Linked DNA regions of Gasterosteus aculeatus: region 2 is linked to region 1. The links are chromatin contacts, called in public Hi-C maps. All regions are on one chromosome and are shown on one strand. The core of a region is the stretch at or near the end of the contact, and the rest is flanking DNA. Distances in the headings are between cores, read along the strand shown. Region 1 overlaps LOC120833385. Region 2 holds the start of LOC120833384.

What was found. Hi-C and Micro-C count contacts between places; a contact is called where the count stands out from the background.
Region 2: a contact with region 1 is called in a Hi-C map of whole body, with 5 times the contacts expected there. The contact joins the promoter of LOC120833384 here to the enhancer-like site in region 1. A contact is called at or near these places in 3 of 6 Hi-C or Micro-C datasets (liver, skeletal muscle and whole body).

Annotation. Positions count from the first base shown.
Region 1 is chr15:10,833,657-10,836,619 of fGasAcu3.hap1.1, reverse strand. The region is part of intron 1 of LOC120833385; the gene reads left to right. Among protein-coding and RNA genes, the nearest start is that of LOC120833218, 13 kb to the right of the region's middle. Within about 2 kb of position 1,504, at least 1 of the 9 cell types and tissues checked has open chromatin away from gene starts, as enhancers often do.
Region 2 is chr15:10,899,339-10,902,301 of fGasAcu3.hap1.1, reverse strand. LOC120833384 reads right to left here and starts at 1,480. Exons shown (of 2, transcript XM_040200449.2): 1 at 1-1,480. The coding sequence starts at 420.

The DNA.
Region 1 (2,963 bases), core at 255-2,754:
TTTAAGATCATTTAAGACAGTAAAGGAGACCCCAGAGAAGCATCAACCAGACTAGTGCTATGCATCCATTTCTCCCAACTCCCAACACCACACATGAATTAAACATGAGATACTTTGTTCAGCGATTCTCTTACAAAACCACTGTGATACAACAGCACTTGACAGGAGGTTTTAAATAGATTTCAGCCTTTTAGATGATCATTTACACCTCAATAATATGAGAAATTATCATCATCACCAGATTACTAGAATTAGCTCGCGTTTTCTCACAGTTAGCGTGTTTCAAGGTGCATGAATACAGCAGGTTTAATTGACGTGTTGGTCCACATGGGGACGCACAGCTGTTGTTACAGGTTGATGACCGAGTTTTTGAGGCAGTGAGAGACTCGTCAGACCAACACTCACTTCTGTGTGTGTGTGTGTGTGTGTCTCAACTGCTTCTAAGCAGACTAATAAAAGGCCTGTTTGGACAGGATGGGCCTCTCTTTTTACACAGGACATTTTCATATGTCACAGCAGGAGAAGCACATGTATAATTAACGGCAGAATTCCGTTTTACTTCTTTATTTTTGGGGCCCCGGTGTTGTTCCTGCCGGCTCGCTGTCAAGGCTCACTGGGAAACTTCCATCACATCTGAGCCTCTGTTACTGGTGTCAGTATCACCTGTGTTTTTCCTATGATGGCAGCACAAAACGCCTGCAGCGAGGCCTCTTCAAGGTCAGCGTGATTCTCATAATGTGCTGCCTTTGCAACACTATTTTAATGAAAATTGTTGGGACAATGGTGATACGGCCTGAAAAGAGAAAACAGGACATTATACAAGGAAAGCCATGTCATCATAATACATGGCTGAGAAAGTAGTGATTTGAGCTCAAATACGGAGCCAAAGAGAATTTCCAACTCTGAAACCATTGATTTCCCTGGATAGATGAGTCTGGACATCAGGGACGGTAAACCAGGTATTGCACAAACCTTTAGGCAGCTGCGTTAGTTTAAATCAGATTGAGACGAAGCCCACAACAACACCGGTCCAAGCAGCCAACAGCGCAGAGAAGGTTGTGACGGTTGGGAAAATCAAAAGCTGTGTGCTTCCAACGATTGTGAGGAAGGCACAGCAGGCGTCTGCCTTCGCCGTGTCTTTCCCGTTACAATGTGTTCTCTTAGGAACATCTTGACATTTGTTCTCCTCAAGGACTGTATAGATGTTTTTTTTTGAGCTGATACACCCCCCCACCCCACACCCCTTAGTGCAGAAAAACAAGTTATTTGTTCTGATTTTGTCTTAACAGCCAATGCTTCAGTGCTTTTGTGGGTAGGTATACGTTTATCTGGGCTCTGCCTGTTTGTTCCAAAGCCATTACGCGGGGCACTTACTGGTGGCAATGTCCCACAGGAGGCAATTACGGTCTGTTCTATTTCACAATTACTGTGATCACCAGTGTAGGATGGCACAGCTCGAGGAACAGCTGGGACGAATACATCAAAGCGATGAGAGCAGAGCAGGTGAAAGGAGCTCCGCTGTATTGTCTGAGTATTGCACAGCTGGAGGCTGTGTGACTCAAGGAGGTGTGAAAGTGTGCGTTTCAAGAGCTTTCTCTGGGGTTGGTCAATGAAAGATAGTTGTTCACCATTTGATACACATCATTGAATGAGAGAGTGTTTATTTCGAATCCCATTCTTTTAAGACATCAAATAATAATAATAAAATGTAAATATTTTTTTCTCTAAATGGTCTTCCTTTGAATTACTTATTTCCCTTTCGAAAGATTCCTTAAATCAGTGTTTGTGTTAATTGCACCTTCCTCTTTTTCACGTGTGTAGTTTGATTCAAAACGGAAACGGAACATTTCAGACAGAAGGTGAATACAGGAATATTCCCACAGACAGTACGAGAAAGGAGCCCAAAAAACATAAATAATGTGTTTCACTAACGGTTTGTCACCAAACATTGTGTTAGTTGCTGTTTGTGATCAGACATTGTGTTAGTTGGAAATAAATATTGCTAATTGTTTCTCCAATATCTGAATCATGTTTGAGCTTATTCCACCTGTTTGTATTTATATGGTGCAAGGAGGAGTATTGTCCTCCAGCATTGAACGATCTGCCTCGGCCTTGCATTTGAAAACACTGTCTGTGGCTCCACCTGGCGGATCAATTGGAGTATTACATCATCTGAAAAGCATCCCCTCAATGCGGGCATTAGTTTGTTTAGACCAATGGAATATGGGTTTATCTTAAGTTAAAATACACAGAAAATTACACCTGCAGACAAAAGTATCAAAAGTGTTTACAGTTGTATAGTCAGTTACTTATGAGGGTTGTATGTCATACTCAGACAGATACAATAAACTTGGCTTGTAAATGTATTTCTGTAAAACTAAGAATGTTTCTTGGAGTGTGAATGAGCAAGCAAGACTCTGAGGTATTTTTAACATTGTTTATGAAAGAATGTTTTCCAGTCTCAGCGTGGTACGATCTCGTGCATTTCTCATGCTCAAACATGCCCATGAATTCTCTCACAAATCACACACAGGAAAGCATTCAGTTTCTTTAATAATAATAATAAATCACTTTGGCTGGCCACATCTGAAATATTAAATGCATTTTAATCAAGCACTGTGAAACAACCTGGTGTGCTGTAACTGTCAGGAAAGGAACACATTTTACTCCTTGCCGTAGGACTGTAAAGTGATTTTTTTATTCACATTTTAACGGTTGCTCTTTTTCTAGAAAACCAAATGCACCAAAGCACACATGCGCATAATGATAACACATTGGTGTTTAGCAGGTTCAACGTTTACTATATTCCACGTTGAGATTCATATTTTTTCTCCTTTTTTAAGTTTTACTGCCCCCAGTAGAAGAATAAGTCATGAAACCCTGATGATGTTGGCCTAAAAGGAGTCAAATTGTAATATACTCTCAAAGCACTGGAATCAGCAAATTAACAGCCGAACCTAATT
Region 2 (2,963 bases), core at 231-2,730, 66 kb before region 1:
GGCATCCCTACTCCTCGAGGCCTCATTTGGGCCACTTGCCTCCTCGGTTCGCAGCCGAGGGGCCGAGCTGACCTCCTCTTCCTCCTCGCCCCGGTGGCACAGTCCGTACGTTTTGGATCTGATGACCGTCTTCTTCGCGTGGTTTGTCTTCACGGCGGATCTCTCTCGATCCTCGCGGTCCGTGAGGAAGGTGTCCATCCCTCCGTCGTCCTCCCCAGAGAAGTCCGAGTCGTGTCCATCGCTGTGGCGGTCCGGCTGCGCGCGGTTGCGCGCGTTGCGCAGAATCGCACCGACTTCGAGGGGCTTGAACGAACGGCGTTCCTGTACGGAGGGAGTGACGCCCACCGTGGTTTTGGTCACGTTCACCTCGCTGACACACGCGGGTGTCACCCTCTTCCCCCGGCTCGTGCCGCTGCCCATGGCCGCCCGTCTGGCTTCTTTCGCGGTTCTAACGGCAAAGTCCCATTTCCAAACGCCTCGTGCGAACCATCTATCTTCCCCTTGAACTATAAGCAACAAAGATCCTGGCAGTGTTGAAGGTCAGTTTTCAAGAAGGTCAACGTCGGAAAGGCAGCTCGTCGGTGTCCCGCCACCTTTCCACAGGCGCACAGCGGGTAAACTTTCTGGTGACTCCACATCAGGATGAGGCGCAGCGTAATACTTACGCAACACCCGTTTGGCGCAGGAGCGCAGCGAGAAAACTCCTCCTTCTTATAGACGGAAACACACGCACACTTTCTTTCTTTTATATAGTTAATAGTAACTACCGCCTTTTACGTCTGGATCTCTCAAACTACTTGATTACTGCATTTAAGTATGTAGCCATTCCCAGGACACGGAATAAGGATCGGGCCCGTGTGACCATGAAAAGGCCAAAAGCAGCCAATGAGTTTGATTCATCAGTATCACATCAGCAGCAATGAGCAGCCTCTGGCCGCTCTGTGTTCAGCTAATAGATTTTATTGAGGCCAGTGAGGAGTGAGTGAGAGATCCTGTCCGCCCGCCGTGTCCAGGAGCCCCCCTCCACCTCAACGGGCCCTCCGGTGACTAATTAGGACTCCAAGAGAAAAGGACATTCCTTTCCAACAGCTCGGGCTTCCCAGAGATTCCTCAATAAGCTTTTGTTTGATCCACTTGTACATACAAAGGACACAGCAGGAGCATCTCGCTGCCAAAGCAGCACCCAATAGTTCACCAGAGCAAAGGAGCTGTCCGCTATCCTTCATTAAGGGCTCTTCCCCTCTCGTCTCTTGCTTGTGTGTTTGCAGTGTGTGTGCGCGTGAGTCGCACAGCTGTGCAATCTGTTCCCCGTTGAGGGCGACCAAGTCAAAGAAACCTGCTTTTAAACAACTGTCATTTTGTAAAGTGTGAATGTGAGAGGCAAACAGACGAATGAGCCTGCGTGTACGCAGCTTTTTGATTTCTTTTTGAGAACATGTGCAAGATGTCTGGGAATCCTTCCAATTAAACACCTCGTCTTCATTATAAGCCCATTGTGTTATCCTGATTATTTCAATATGAATATATGTGTCAAACCACTTTTTAAAAATGTTTTTTTAATAGGAGAACATCCTCGTCATTACGCAATTATTGCAATAACGTAAACTATTGCAATAAATAGATAAATAGTTTTGCACGTCCAAAAGTAAGAAAAGTCCTAATTGAAGTTAGTACCCAACACTTCCACCCCTTTATCTCTTGTTTGTGTTGTTTTTCAAACCTTTATTTCTGTTATGCTCTGCCTGTAACATTGTATAATTAGAAAAAGCACACGGCCACATCTGGAAGAAAACTCAACAGCTTCCAGACGAGGGGGAGGATCCGCCCAAAGAAGGAAGCCACAGCCCAGCTCGCTGCATAACTGTGGCGTCTCTGAATTAAAAAATATTCCTCCTCCCATGGACCACAAGTTCAGCCTTTGGTAAACCTTTTTTGTGCATCAAATCCACCAAAACCATGTGAATTTAAAGGATTGTGGGACAGTAGGAAAATGTGTGAGATGCTTTTACAAAGTATACGAATGCCCTCTGCTCTCTTTCAACAATAAGAAAGCATGTGTAAGATGAGAAATGTAAATTATTATGACTCAACTGCTCAATTGGAAGAGCAGCACATTAAACTGATTTGTGTCGTCCTTTAGTCGAAGACACTTTTCTGCCATATGTCAAAACTAAATCTCTCAAGAGCATTTAACAAGACAGCTGCCTGCTTTTAGGCATTCCAGTAAAACTGTCTGGGCCTCTTTCCCCACCAGGTAACATGAAGAACAACTAAATACCGACATAAACACTCACCACATCCTGTAGCAGTATAGTATGAGGCTCCATAAGGCTCCTTAGACCTAAACTCCAGGATGAAAAACTCTAAAACTGATCTGTGCTCCTCAATCGTTTCATCCAAAATGTCCTCTCTCTTTACAGACTTGATGCCACTACTTCTAAATGATATAATATAATGTACATTTCTTTCAATTTTCCTCAGAGGAGGAGACCACAGGTTCTTCTATTCATTGAGTCCCTGCAGATGTAATGTAATTAATGGAACCGATGAGCTGAGCTGAGACAGAGAGGCATTGTAACTCTGTGACATAAGGTTGCCAGGACAACAGTCAATGCAGTTCAACTGTGGTAAAAGAACCAGGGAATCCCTGTTTAACTTTGAGCTATCCCGCTTCATCAGCAGGATTAATACATATAAATTACAGTAAAGTTGTGTCGACGTTCAAAGGACGTCACAGAGAAGCACTTCTGACCTCTGCGGAGGGTTTGTGGGAAACTTTACACTGCTCCCAGAAAACCTTCAGACAATTATAATAACAGATCGAGTATCACTCCCATGAAGCGCTAACTGTCAGACCAACTTTTGTTATGATTCCATGATTTAATTTACATTGCCCAAGCAGCACATTGTGAAAATAGAGTTGAGATTATAACCAGCAGATGGAGCCGGCGTTCAAGAAACAC